Regions from separate parts of the Mus musculus genome. Here regions 1 and 2 are each linked to region 3. A link is a contact called in public promoter capture Hi-C data. All regions are on one chromosome and are shown on one strand. The core of a region is the stretch at or near the end of the contact, and the rest is flanking DNA. Distances in the headings are between cores, read along the strand shown. Region 1 holds the start of Bcas3os1 (breast carcinoma amplified sequence 3, opposite strand 1). Region 2 overlaps Bcas3 (breast carcinoma amplified sequence 3). Region 3 overlaps Bcas3 (breast carcinoma amplified sequence 3).

Evidence for each region. Promoter capture Hi-C pulls out the DNA fragments that hold promoters and counts their contacts.
Region 1: a promoter capture Hi-C map of the HPC-7 cell line shows a contact between it and region 3. The contact joins the promoter of Bcas3os1 here to the enhancer-like site in region 3. A contact is called at or near these places in 12 of 39 promoter capture datasets (3T3-L1-derived adipocytes, the C10 cell line, the HPC-7 cell line and 7 more), 1 of 484 Hi-C or Micro-C datasets (nephron progenitors), 2 of 115 datasets of contacts at active chromatin or transcription factors (bone marrow-derived macrophages and embryonic basal ganglia) and 3 of 9 other capture datasets (adipose tissue, liver and pancreatic islet).
Region 2: a promoter capture Hi-C map of cranial neural crest shows a contact between it and region 3, with 1.8 times the contacts expected there. The contact joins two enhancer-like sites. A contact is called at or near these places in 8 of 39 promoter capture datasets (the HPC-7 cell line, cranial neural crest, embryonic stem cells and 3 more), 1 of 115 datasets of contacts at active chromatin or transcription factors (bone marrow-derived macrophages) and 1 of 9 other capture datasets (embryonic stem cells).

The regions. Positions count from the first base shown.
Region 1 is chr11:85,718,112-85,722,095 of GRCm38.p6, reverse strand. Bcas3os1 (breast carcinoma amplified sequence 3, opposite strand 1) reads left to right here and starts at 2,352. Exons shown (of 6, transcript NR_045875.1): 1 at 2,352-2,399. All of the region lies in intron 22 of Bcas3 (breast carcinoma amplified sequence 3), which reads right to left. RefSeq lists an enhancer at 1-3,984.
Region 2 is chr11:85,736,805-85,740,704 of GRCm38.p6, reverse strand. The region is part of intron 22 of Bcas3 (breast carcinoma amplified sequence 3); the gene reads right to left. Among named protein-coding and RNA genes, the nearest start is that of Bcas3os1, 19 kb to the right of the region's middle. Within about 2 kb of position 1,289, at least 47 of the 459 cell types and tissues checked have an H3K27ac peak or open chromatin away from gene starts, as enhancers often do.
Region 3 is chr11:85,489,920-85,493,978 of GRCm38.p6, reverse strand. All of the region lies in intron 13 of Bcas3 (breast carcinoma amplified sequence 3), which reads right to left. Among named protein-coding and RNA genes, the nearest start is that of Bcas3, 140 kb to the right of the region's middle. Within about 2 kb of position 1,513, at least 69 of the 459 cell types and tissues checked have an H3K27ac peak or open chromatin away from gene starts, as enhancers often do. A contact at or near this core is called in the HPC-7 cell line, adipose tissue, bone marrow-derived macrophages and 1 more, where this site is marked.

The DNA of each region.
Region 1 (3,984 bases), core at 1,103-3,602, 230 kb before region 3:
AAGGGAGTGAGTGGCTGGGTGGCGACCCCCTCGTAGAAGCAGGGAGGTCTCGTCTTTTCCCTTTCCTATAGGATTATCATTTGATTATAGAGTAACTGCTGAATTACTCTATTGGGTTTATCCTTTTATTTCCCATCACTGCCGACTTAGGTACAGACTGAAACCAGGGTTTCATGTGCTCAGCAAGTGCTTGGCAGCTGAGCTACACACCCAGTCTGCATTCCCCCGGACTTTCCAAACAGCAGCTACATGGCCTCTAGAGAGGCCAAGGCAGAAAGATGAGTGTTCAGCTTTGTCCTTTCAATTTATTTTGTTTGTCTTTTGTTTTTGAGACTGGGTCTCACTTTGTAGCCATGGCTGGCCTAAAACTCATTATGTATATAGGGGCTGGCCTTGAATTCATAGAGATCTGCCTGCTTCTGCTTCCTGAGGGCTGGGATTCAAGTCACCATACCTAGCTTTGTCTCTCTCCATTTCTTACCTTTTCTCAATATACTGTATAGCTCGCATAGAAATGGTGTGAATAGACACCCTTGTTTCATTTCTCTTCATAAAAGAAACCTCAAGTGACAGGTGGTGGCACACACCTTTAATATCAGTGCTCAGGAGACAGAGGCTTAGAGCCAAGGCTACTGAGGGAAAACATGTCTTGGAAAACCAACAAAACAACCCCCCTAAAGAACAAAACCACCTCTGGCTTCATAAAACCAAAACAAAGCCCACCCTAAACACTAGGGCTCTGCCTGTTTCCTTCTATCTTTGAATCGTTAAACTAAGCCTAAAGTGCCGAAGAGTCATGCTAACGCCACACCAGTTGCTATGCCATCTCCGGATACCTCCGAAAGAACACATTCGAGGCGTTGGTAGTCCAGGCTAGCCTTAGAATACTGGAGGTAGCCAAGGTGCTCTTAAACTTCTGATCCTCCTGTCTCAGCCTCTCAAGTTCAAGGGCGATTAAGCATGAACCTCTGTGCCCAGATTCTAGAACCAGAAGCCTGCCAGGCTCTGGCCCAGCTGTGACCCCTGACTCAGGCATAGCTAGTTCAAACAAGAAGGTTCAATCTATTCCTGTGCATTTATGCGAAGACCAGCATGTCCACCCGAGATCATGAAGATGGTCCCATCCAACAGCACATCAGTTACCATTTTAGGTTTTGAAACTCGGGGGGAAAACATGCAGGGAAGAAATAAACAGCTTTTTTTTTTTTTTAATGTAATAACTGAAGAGTAATGAGGTTGGAAAACAGATGTGGACAGAGGGGAAATCTTGCTACAGTGTGGCCCACACAATCTGGGGAGGAATGATAAAAAGAAAAAACAACACAACTTTACAAGCTGTTTTGAGCCTGGAATTAAAAGGAGTAATCAAGCAAGGCTGCCTTATAAAGGGTCAAGGGGTAGCATCCTGCAGCGGAGAATAAGCAGAGCCCCTGCTCCTGGCCAGCTCAGGCCTCAGCCTGGGAAGAAAGGCTTCCCGGGGCAGCAGCTCTGCAGAGCAGATTCTTGATTCAGTGTTTAATAACTGCCATCTAACCTCCTTCCCCTGCCCACCCGCTCCCCAGGGAGGTACTTCCCTAATGGGTTAGCCCTTTTTAGTCTGGTTTTAGTCTCTGGCTCTTTATATTCTGAGTCGGGCAAGGGGGGGTGGGGTGGGGACCTCAGTCTATTCCTGTGACTTCCAGGCAAAATGTGTCAAATTAGATAAATGTGTCCGAGGCTGGGTTGCGAGCAGAGCACACTCACTCTTTCAATGGTCTCTTCCCACACCCCTTTCACCATGTCTGCCTCTCAGAGTCTATTCAAATGCATAAAACAATTCCAACTGAATCTTCACATGGGGTGTCTAGGGTTTTTTTGTTTGTTTGTTTGTTTGTTTGTTTTGTTTTTGTTTTTTTAAGCTTAGTATACATCACATTTGGGGAGCAACAGAGAGATGTGAATAGAGAGACCCCCAAGCCTGCCCTGTTTCTGAGGTTACCCACAGGAAGGCAACTCCCTTCTACGCCTGTGGCATTGTTTTGTTTATTACGCAGTGACTGTCAGGACACTTATCAGTTTACTAAACTGTGTTAGTCTGTACAGAGTGTCTCCCGACGTGGGGCTGTGAGAGAGCAGCCGTTGCAGTTGTCTGACTTGGCTTCTGAAAGCCTTCAACTACTGAAGTCCAGCCAGCATCTAATTTTACCCGTGAGTTCCAGGAGAGAAGAAAGCTGGTGGGAAGATTACAGAGTTCCTTGAAGCCCTGACCTACAACAGGAAGAGAGTTGTCAGCCGTCATGTCTCTCACCCTAAATTCCAAGGCAAACAACAGTGGCTGAACATTTTATAACACGTTCCCATTGTAAAATTGCATATTCCAGAAACCCGATGCTGGCTCCCTCATTTTCCATAGACCTCATGTAAGTACCAGCGCATGATCTTAAACTGAATATTTTTACTTGAGCTTTTCACTTCCAATTTGTCGAATGTACTTTGGCTTCTCTGACTTTCTTGTAAGGCGGTGGCAATCTGTTTTCACACTAACTCTTGTATGCATTCGGCTCATATCACTGAATTGGCGACCTGGGAATCTCTGAGGACACTGGTGTAAACGAATCACCACCGGGGTCTCAGGGGCTTTCTGTAAAGAGCGGGAGAAGGAGACTTTCCAGGTCTTTCGGCTCACCCGTCAGCAAGTTACTTCACTTCTCCTACACTCACCTGTGAAACGGGTGTATGAACAGCCGCGGCAGGGCAAATGTGAGGACTGATGACAGCCTACTTCGAGGGAGCTGCGCACAGTGCTTAACACAGAGAGGCATTGTCAAGTCTGTCCAAAGCAATGGGGAGAGTACCCACAGTCCTGCTCGGTGAGATGCCACAGTGGCACTCCTTTGGACAAAAGATGACCTCAAGTGCCCTAGAAGCACTAAGGGGATCAGCCAACAGGAGAGTTGGAGAGATAGGGGGTGTCTGGTGTCTACGGGAGATCTCCAACCTGATTGCCCTAGGCCAGGAATGGACAAGTGCCCACTCGAAGGCTGGTGCCCTTGGAACAGAACATGAGCCTCTTAGAAGTAGGTTGATGGAAAGGAAAAAACAAAATGGCTGGAAAAGTTCAACAGGTTCATTGAGCTCCAGATGCTAACCAACCTGCTTTCAGGGGTAGCACTTCCCATTGTTGCCAGAGACCGGTAAAGGACGGTAACAGACAACCTCAGCTTGGCCTGTGAGACAGATCACCTGGGCCCAAGCCCTGCAGCAATTACTGTGCTATGAAAGGCGGAGCTGGACTCTAATAAGTGAGAACAAAGAGCCAACCACCCTGGAACATTTAGCAGACCTCTGGGTCATTATCTGGCTCAGTTTCAGTGTTCTCAAATTCTGTGTGCTCTCGAGAAGAATGGAGATCCACAGATTAGTCCTCTGGGCACCCCTTATTATCCTCAGGTCCCTTCAAAATAAAAACACAAGTAAAAGTAAAACCCATCTAGCAGCTGCTACTACTTCAGCACTGACAGCATACTGGGTGCTACCTTTGCAAGAGGGAACCAGTTAGAAAGGGCTCAGATATAGAAAAGTGATATCCAGTACCAGCCAGGGAACAGCAAGGTTCTTTCTGGCACCCAAACAAGCTCTTTAGGAGAGAAGGGCTGTGCATACATAGACCCTTGGGTTTAAGAAGGAAACTCATCATCTAATCAGAAATGAAACAAGAATCCTCAAGAGCTCAAGGCTCATGGCAACATCTGTCAGTCTAGAATGGATTAATAAAATTACAAGGGATGGTAAAAATCTTATCTCAGAGGAATTACAAACACAAGTCCATATGCTACAACAGGATGGGACAGTCAGTGGTCAATATTTGGCCAGTGTTCTCTGTTTCCTCCCCTGTAAGACCAGAACACATGACAGAGGGCATATCCCAGGCCCATCACCCTTATTAGAAGGCCAGGGCGTAAGGAGTGAGCATCTTTCTGCTATAATACTTAATCCATTTTGTGA
Region 2 (3,900 bases), core at 40-2,539, 250 kb before region 3:
TGACTAGCCTCCCCGGAGTTAGAAGCACAGAAACGGTTCCATAGGCTGTGAGAAGAGTACCTTCTAAATATGCATTGTGACTGTTACCATTCCCACCTCCTAGCCCTCCCACACCCTGTCCTCTGCCCATAAGGCTGGGGCCCCATCACTTCCAGGGTCCTATCAGCAGTCACTGACATGCCGCTGGTCTCTGAGCATGCTCACAGCTCACAAGAATTCTCCCAGCCAACAACCTTCATTCTTTGGCATTGGCTCTTTGAGAAAGCATTATCAAAATTTTTTACATACATATCAAATAATACATTTGTCAAGAATAACCCGTCGTAAATAACTTTTCTTCTGGCTTATGTGAACAATGCTTATTGCTTGACTTTATAGGATTTAATTGGAGAAATTTAAAGTTGAGGGGTTCAACTTTGCAAGTACTCTCCATGTGCTGATGAGAAACAGACATGCCAGGTAGATTTCACAAAAAGAAACTCACACACTTTGTTACTTTCATGACATCATGCAAGCAATGGTCTGCAAACTACGGCAACTTATTAAGTGTAGGCACTGTGGGCAAGAGTGGGATGAGCCCCTGAGTTCTCCCAACCCAGTCTTACTTGCCCAACCCCCAAGCATGCAAGATCTTTCTTTTCTCTTTAAATCACACTAGGGGGCTGTCCGCTTCTAATTCTCTCAAACCTACCTGAAAACAAAAGAGAATGAATACAGGAACCGCAGTGAGAGCAGGGTAGGAACTTATCTAAAGAAAACACTGGTGACCCTAGAGTCCCACTGCTGCAGGAGTGGGTGCCAAGTTCTGCGTCTCCACTGAAGGATCCCAGCAGCTGCAGTGTGTTACTTGTGGCAACTCTTCTAGGATCGCAAAGGGTTTCAAAGTCATCCTGGCAGCTGCCTCCTGTCGCCCACTCTGTAATGATTGAACCTCTTGTTCCTTTTATAGACTTGTTCTCTCCTAATAAAACACTAAATGCTGCTCTGAGCAACTGTTCCAAGATGGTTAGGTGCAGGCCTCCCCCTCTTCCTCCTCTCCCCCCACACCAGGCATTTGCTCTCACAATGGATCCTGTGTAAATGGTCCTATGGAGTACACACACAGTCACATGAGCACCCACACAGGCATGCAAGTGAGCACACATGCAAGCGCCTGCAAATCCCTTTAACTAAACCTGAACTTTGCATCCATTTCCAGCTATTTTAAGAGCAGCTACTTTAAGACTGGGCAGCCATCCTAGAGCCATGAAAGCTAGTGTGCAGCACAGCCTGCTATGAACGAAGAACCATGTGGATTCACTGTGGCAGGACTCTGCAGAAACAGCATCTCCAGACTGTATCTCAGAAGAAAGCGCTTCAACCTGTGAGTGAGTGGGTGGGAAATGCTGCAAAACAGGCTGGTTTCCCCACTTGGAAATCTGAACCACATTTTAAAGGTGTGAACCCCTTTTACAGTTGAAAATGCAGAAGGGAATCACATCATACCAGAACAACGCAAGAATCGGCTCAAAGAGGTTCATTAGATCTAAACACATTGTATTCATGTATGAAATACCAAATATTAAATAAAATAAAAACTGAAGAATAGAAATTCCCAGCCCCTCTCAAAGCTCACACTTTTTCCTTAGCTCATACTCTGGCAGCTATACAAATAGAGTAAATGTCTTCCTTCAATTGAGTACAACAACATTTGAAACTGACCCTTACTTTTAAAGCTTCACTGTGACTTTACATTTAATCTGCATTCGATTTTTCTCTCCTTTGAAACAGAATCTTCCTATGTAGCTCAGGCTGGTCTTGAACTTGGTCTCCTCTCTCAGCCTCCTGAGCTTACAGGCACCAATCACCACAACCAGACTCATTTATATTTTTACCGGCCTGCTGAAGCTTGCAAGCCCCTCACACAGCGGGAGCTCTGGCTACTAGTTATCTTACCACTGGCGGCCAGCAAAGGCTCTGCTGGCATAGCAGTTGTTAGTCAATCGTTTGTTGAATAAACAAAAGAAACTTTAAAAACAAAATGCTCTTGGCTAAAACAGGCAAGCTAACAAAATCCCTTGAACACTTTTTGTTCCTTAGACTCTGAAGGCTTTTAATGAGGAATCCTGCCCTCTTGAAATAATTCTGCTTAAGTAATTGCCATTTGACTGAAAGAGACAAATACAAGGAACCTTTAGACTCTGACTAGTAGAAAGTTAGAGGCGACCAATTCTCTGTGAGGCTTTGTTCATCCTAAGACCTCTCTGAAAGTATAGATTAAAATGCTGTAATTGGTGATTTAAGATGTTAGCTCACGTCAAGTTTATTTTTGCATTTAGTGCTAAGCATTTTAGTCAAACTGATTTGTTTTTCTGTTATGACATTTTAACAAACCCGTAAGCAGAGAGAATGGCGTAATGAAGGCCATGCACTCAGCATTAGCTTTACAAATTAGCAGCTCTCGCCACTCTGACTTCACCTATAGAAACTGGTTCCGACTTCAGCTCTGTGACAATCAGATTGCTGCCAGTGCTAGCCAATTAGCTTATAATTACTATGGACTTCTAGGTCTCAAGAAACCTCCCACTTGGAAGGTGGAAGTTTTGAGCCAAAATATGACATCTGACATGGTTGCAGCTGCTTGAAATATGTCTTCATTAAAGTCAGATGAAGGAGATAAGCCTAGCCTCAAACCAACACAGTCTGCATTTTTTCTTTTAAGTACAAAAGTAGAACTCTTTCCCTGACTGTACTCCCTCCTGAGCCCCCTCCTCTTCTCCTCTCCTCGCCCTTCCTAATTCTAAAACATTTAGCCACAAAAGTGTATTCCCAGACTTGCTCTTGCTCTCACTAATGTTCACGCCATTTTCCCAGGGCCTCAGCTCAGCCTTTGAAGAAGCTAGAAGGCAAGGACACAGGGTGACATAAACTCTCCAGCAAGTTGGTTCTAAGGAATGGACCTTTATACTTCTCTCTTGCTCTCTCTTTTATGGCTTAAGATGGTGCAAAAATGTTACTTATTCCCTAAACAGTTATTAGTCTCCGTAATGTAACATAACAGATACTTTCTAAATCCTTTTAGCCTTCTCCCCCTTACTGGAAAGATCATCTTTTATATATATATATATATATTTCAAAGTGGATTTAATAAAGAAAGGAGTGCTGTTAAAGTAATACGTGAGGCTTTGACATTAAGCAGTGCAACCCTGCGGAGTCGGCAAGAACAGGGCCTCTAATCTCCAGTGATTTATAGAGGCTCTTCCTTCATCTCTGTACTTGGGGAGGGCCAAAAAATTTAGAGACAGCCTGGCGTCCCTTGTACTCCACACCACTAACTCCTGCTGGCCAGTCTGCCTGCTAAAACTTTTAACCCTGGAGCTGCCGCTGTAGCTGAACACCCATTAAAGCCAGTTTATTTGCTGTCAGAAGACAGAGCGGTTTCGTGTTGCAGCGATGTACAGGGAGGTAAACATCCACGCTGGAGGTTGAGAAGTTACAAATAAAGAGCAGAAGGGAAGCTCAGAATCAAATGGGGGCTGGAGATGACCAGAAATCCTAGCCAGACTGAGAGGGGCTGGCCCGGCATGACCGCCCCACAATCTCAAGGAGCTAGCTGAGGCATGAGACACATCCTCTCCTCCACAGCATTTAGAAATATAACTCAAGGTCGAAGTTAAAGTTCCAAAATGACATTAGAGAGGCAAGAGAACACAGACAGTCAGAAACAACCTGTTCTACCATTGGGACTAAAGGGTGGGAAAATGGCAAGCTTGCCCTGTGTGGTTCATCTAGCAGGAGAGATGCTAGGAAGTGGAGAGGGGTGGCTTTAAATGTTTTGTTGGTTGGTAAATACCATGAGCGTGTTTCTTTCTCAATCTCACCCATATCTTTCAAGATCCTAATGTGGCCCAGGCCCTTTAA
Region 3 (4,059 bases), core at 264-2,763:
TAATGACACAAGAGCGCTGGGGGAAGGCATGTCCCACCACAGGCTGGCGCTTTAGAATTATTTTAAGTGGGCTGGGGAAGAATGAGAACACGGTTTCCAGCTACCGTAAATTAGCAGTTGAGTTTCCCGTTTTTGAGGAAATCCCAGGGTTGGCAGAGCCATAGTGCAACAGATGGAAATGGCCTTCTTGGTCATGGTATCTGCCCTTCTAGGGAAATAAGAAAATTCTCTTTTTAATATTGAGCTTTAAGCTGTTGTTCTGAGAAATAATCCCTTTTTATTCTAAATTGACTGTTCCATAGTGCATGCTGCACACACCTAACTTCCAAGGTCTGTTCTTTTCTTTTATTGTGTTGAGTGTTTTGTTGACACACAGTAATAAAGGGCATGAGTAAGTGGCACAGAAGTAAGGCCTATCACTAACATGGGAGGATACAGTCCATCTAAAGGTGAGATTTCCCTGGCTAACCATTTTTCTGGCTATATACATTTTAATCAATGAAAAGTAGCAACCATTATATTAATTTAATAATGGGTAATAATTAATAGACACATTAGGTTCTCTCCCACCATATCTAGGAATGGCCATGAGGTGCCCTCACATGCCTGTCTTACTGAGAGCCACCCTGTGTGTGTCTATGCTCCGTCCCAGCCATGCTGAGACTCAAGGCATGCATGCTGTTCCCACTCCTGCTTTCTGCTCAGTCACAGAAGTCTGAATAAGCCAACTCAGCTGCCATCTTCTGATTCTACCTTTCCACAAAAATCAGTTTGGGGCACTTAACAAACAACAGAAACATTTTGTAATGGGAGAGAGAGAGGGAGGAAGGGAGGGAGGGAGGGAGAGAGGGAGGAACGGAGGGAGGGAGGGAGGGAGAGGGAGAGGGAGAGGGTGAGTGTGTGTGTGTAAATGTACACTCACAACATTCTCCTCAGAATGAGCATGTAAATGAAGGGCTGACTGAATCAGGCCACTACTGTTCTACATGTGAGTAGCAATCACAGCTGAGCATTTTAAATATGGTCTTTCTGGTTGTTTCTAAGTCAACCTCTCTTGTAGAGCAATAGTCCTTACCATCTGCACCTCTATATGCACACAAATCCTACCTCAGATGCTGTCCTCTTCCATTCATCCAAATTTGGCTTCCTAGTCTGTAATGAGTCTATACGCTCCACAAAACGTTTAGAACATAAGCACTTGAAAAGGCAGAGGAAAGGAAGAAACAGCTAGTGCCTGTCTACAGAATCAAGTGCTTTTCTTAATATACAGTTTCCTCTTTTACATACGTACTGAAAACAGTAAGCTCTTTTTTTTTTTCTGGAAAACAAGTTTTAAAGCACATATACATAAAAGGAAAAAGTCATACAGCATAGACTGCGGCTTGAGAACTATTTATGCAGCATCAGAAGACTAAACCAGACGCTGGCCTGGCCATAAACTAAACCCACGCCCCAAACGAGGTGCCAAGCCACAAAAAGCATTTGCGTCATCTGGGAATACAAGGAAAAGAAGGGCTTCTAATTATAGGGCCTGGAAGCGGAAGCCCAGAGTGATTAGCTATTTAGGCGCTGCTGTGTGTTTATCTGGAAGCTTCCTCTCGCTCACTTGAAGCCTCAAGTTTGATAGATGAGCTTCAGTGTTGGCGGGTGGGGGCTGACGCCCTGATAGTACGTGGTGTTCTCTAGCGTCTGAGGGGGCTGCAGAGAGTGAGCTTAGCTGAGGCTGTTGTGGCTTCTGCAGAGCTAAGTCTTTTCACATGGGCGAAGCTGGTCAGACCAAAGAGTGAAATTAAAGACTAGCAAAACAGCAGTGAGCACAGGCTATAAAATCTTGGAAACATGATTTGCCCTTTTTTCCAAAATCCTATTTATAACACCTATCTAATTGAATGGTTCTTCAACATGTACACACACGGGAATTCAAAGACAAATTACCAGTTATTCACACTCTCTTCCAAAAGAGTCATAAGCAGAGGACAGGGTCAGACACAAGTCTTAATGGGACATCACACTGTAGTACTCATAAAACAAGATTTACCAATTATATTTTATCATTAATTTTTGCAAGGTGTTATATCTGACCTATACTTGTAAACTTTCAGTGGCACAAAGTCAAATTTGTAAAATAAATAAAAAGTAGAATCTCAGTATTGATAGAAAACCAGTGGTCTCAAAGCTCAAAGTCCCCAAGTACACAGAGTCCACTTCTGAATTGCTTTCTCCCACCACAGTTATCTGTCTGTCTCTCTGTCTCTCCCCCTCTCGGAAGCTTTGGTTTTGTTGTTGTTGTTTGTTTGTTTTTGTTTGCCATGTTGTAGCTAGAGCCACATAACGCACGCTCCCTATTTCCGGCCTAAGCATCTAACCCTAGAGCATGAATTTCTCCAGCAGTCACTTAGGCTTTTTAAAGACACTGATAATCAACCCCATCAATGTACTCTTCCGATTTAGGAAACAAGAATGTAAATCTTTATAAAATGCACTACAAAACATCCTGTGAGAAACACTGAAGGAAACAGCGCTAAGAAAACAAAAGAGATGATTGAGTTGATGTCATTCCTAGAGTTGTCTATATCTGTAACCAACATAGGTTCAAAAGAAGGACGATATTACACACATACATTGCACTTCTGACTCATTTTTTCCTTTAACATACATGCAGCCACCTAACCTCAGCAGTTAGAGAATAAAAGATTGAACTCTGAGGTTTTTAGGATTATGGAAGTGCCTATGGCTCTCTCCCTCCGGTTTCAGTGTTGAACACTGTGACCTGGGCATGCCTGCACCAACAAAACGCCAGGCCTCAGGCCTGAGCTGCACAACAGAGCCTATGTCATAATCCCCAAAATAATTACTGTAACGTTACAATCTGCAGTAGGTCTGTGTTATCAAATAGAAAATTGTAATATACTTATATTTAAGTATATGTTTATAAGTCCCTTATTTTTCCAAATGTTTAAGTTATTCTTATTATACATCAGAATATATTCCTATTTTCTTGAGCCTTATTACAATGAATGTATTCATTTTTAAGAGCTCATTTTTATGAGTCTAATACATCAACACAGTTGTTATCAAAACTAAGACAGAGGCGTCAGAAATGTATTGCTAATGTGTGCAACTGTCCATCGCCTCCCCATCACCAGGCTAACCACAGACCTCTTTCTTGAAATGAATTCATACTGCCTGCTTTAGGACTGAGACGGTGTGTAAGACCTTGTCAAAGAGCACCCACACAGGAGTTCTGGGTCTGTTCACCAGAAGCAACAGCAGCAGTTGGCTTGCTTACAGCACAGAATAGGACATGCTGCGGTCTCTGTATCCATTCTCCAGTGGTCCCCGCTTTCTGAACACTGTCACTCAAACTGACTGCTATTTATTCAGTATTCAACACTACTTTCTGTGTGGCTGCTTTACTTCTATGAGTTTATTATGGAAAGGCAAGATGCTGTGGTCAGATATTAAATGCTTGACAATGCCAAACTCTGTTTTGAAAATGACAATCATCTTACATTTCCCAGATGCTTACAAATTTCAACCACTGTCTATCCTTTGAAATTGTAATCATCCTAGTGGCCAATCTGTTATGTTTCCTGGTTTTACTTTGCATGTTGCTCCACTCTACGGATATTTACATCGTGACTTTCACAAATTTCAAACTGAGTTTTCTTTTCACATATCTTGTTTGCTTAGAATTTATTTTACTATTTCTAGCTCTGAGCAAGCAGAGACACGTGAGTGAGGGCAGTCATCCCCCCTCTGCGTCCAGGGGAGAGCACTGGGGCCGCTGGAGCTGCCCTTGTTTTGGATGACAGCTAATTCTTTAACAGCGAGAGGCATTTCCCCCATCTCTGAGTCAGGGGGTATATAACCTGCACTCTCTTTTTTGAAGTTTCCCTGTCTCAGATTTAAAATTCTGTGATCTATTCCAAGTTGATTGTGTGTATGTTTTTAATTAAAGGAATATCCTGTTTTCCCAGCCAAATTCACTAAGAACATTATACTTGTCTTGATAAATTAATTCTATTTTTCTTAAAAAAATTAATAGATTATTCTATT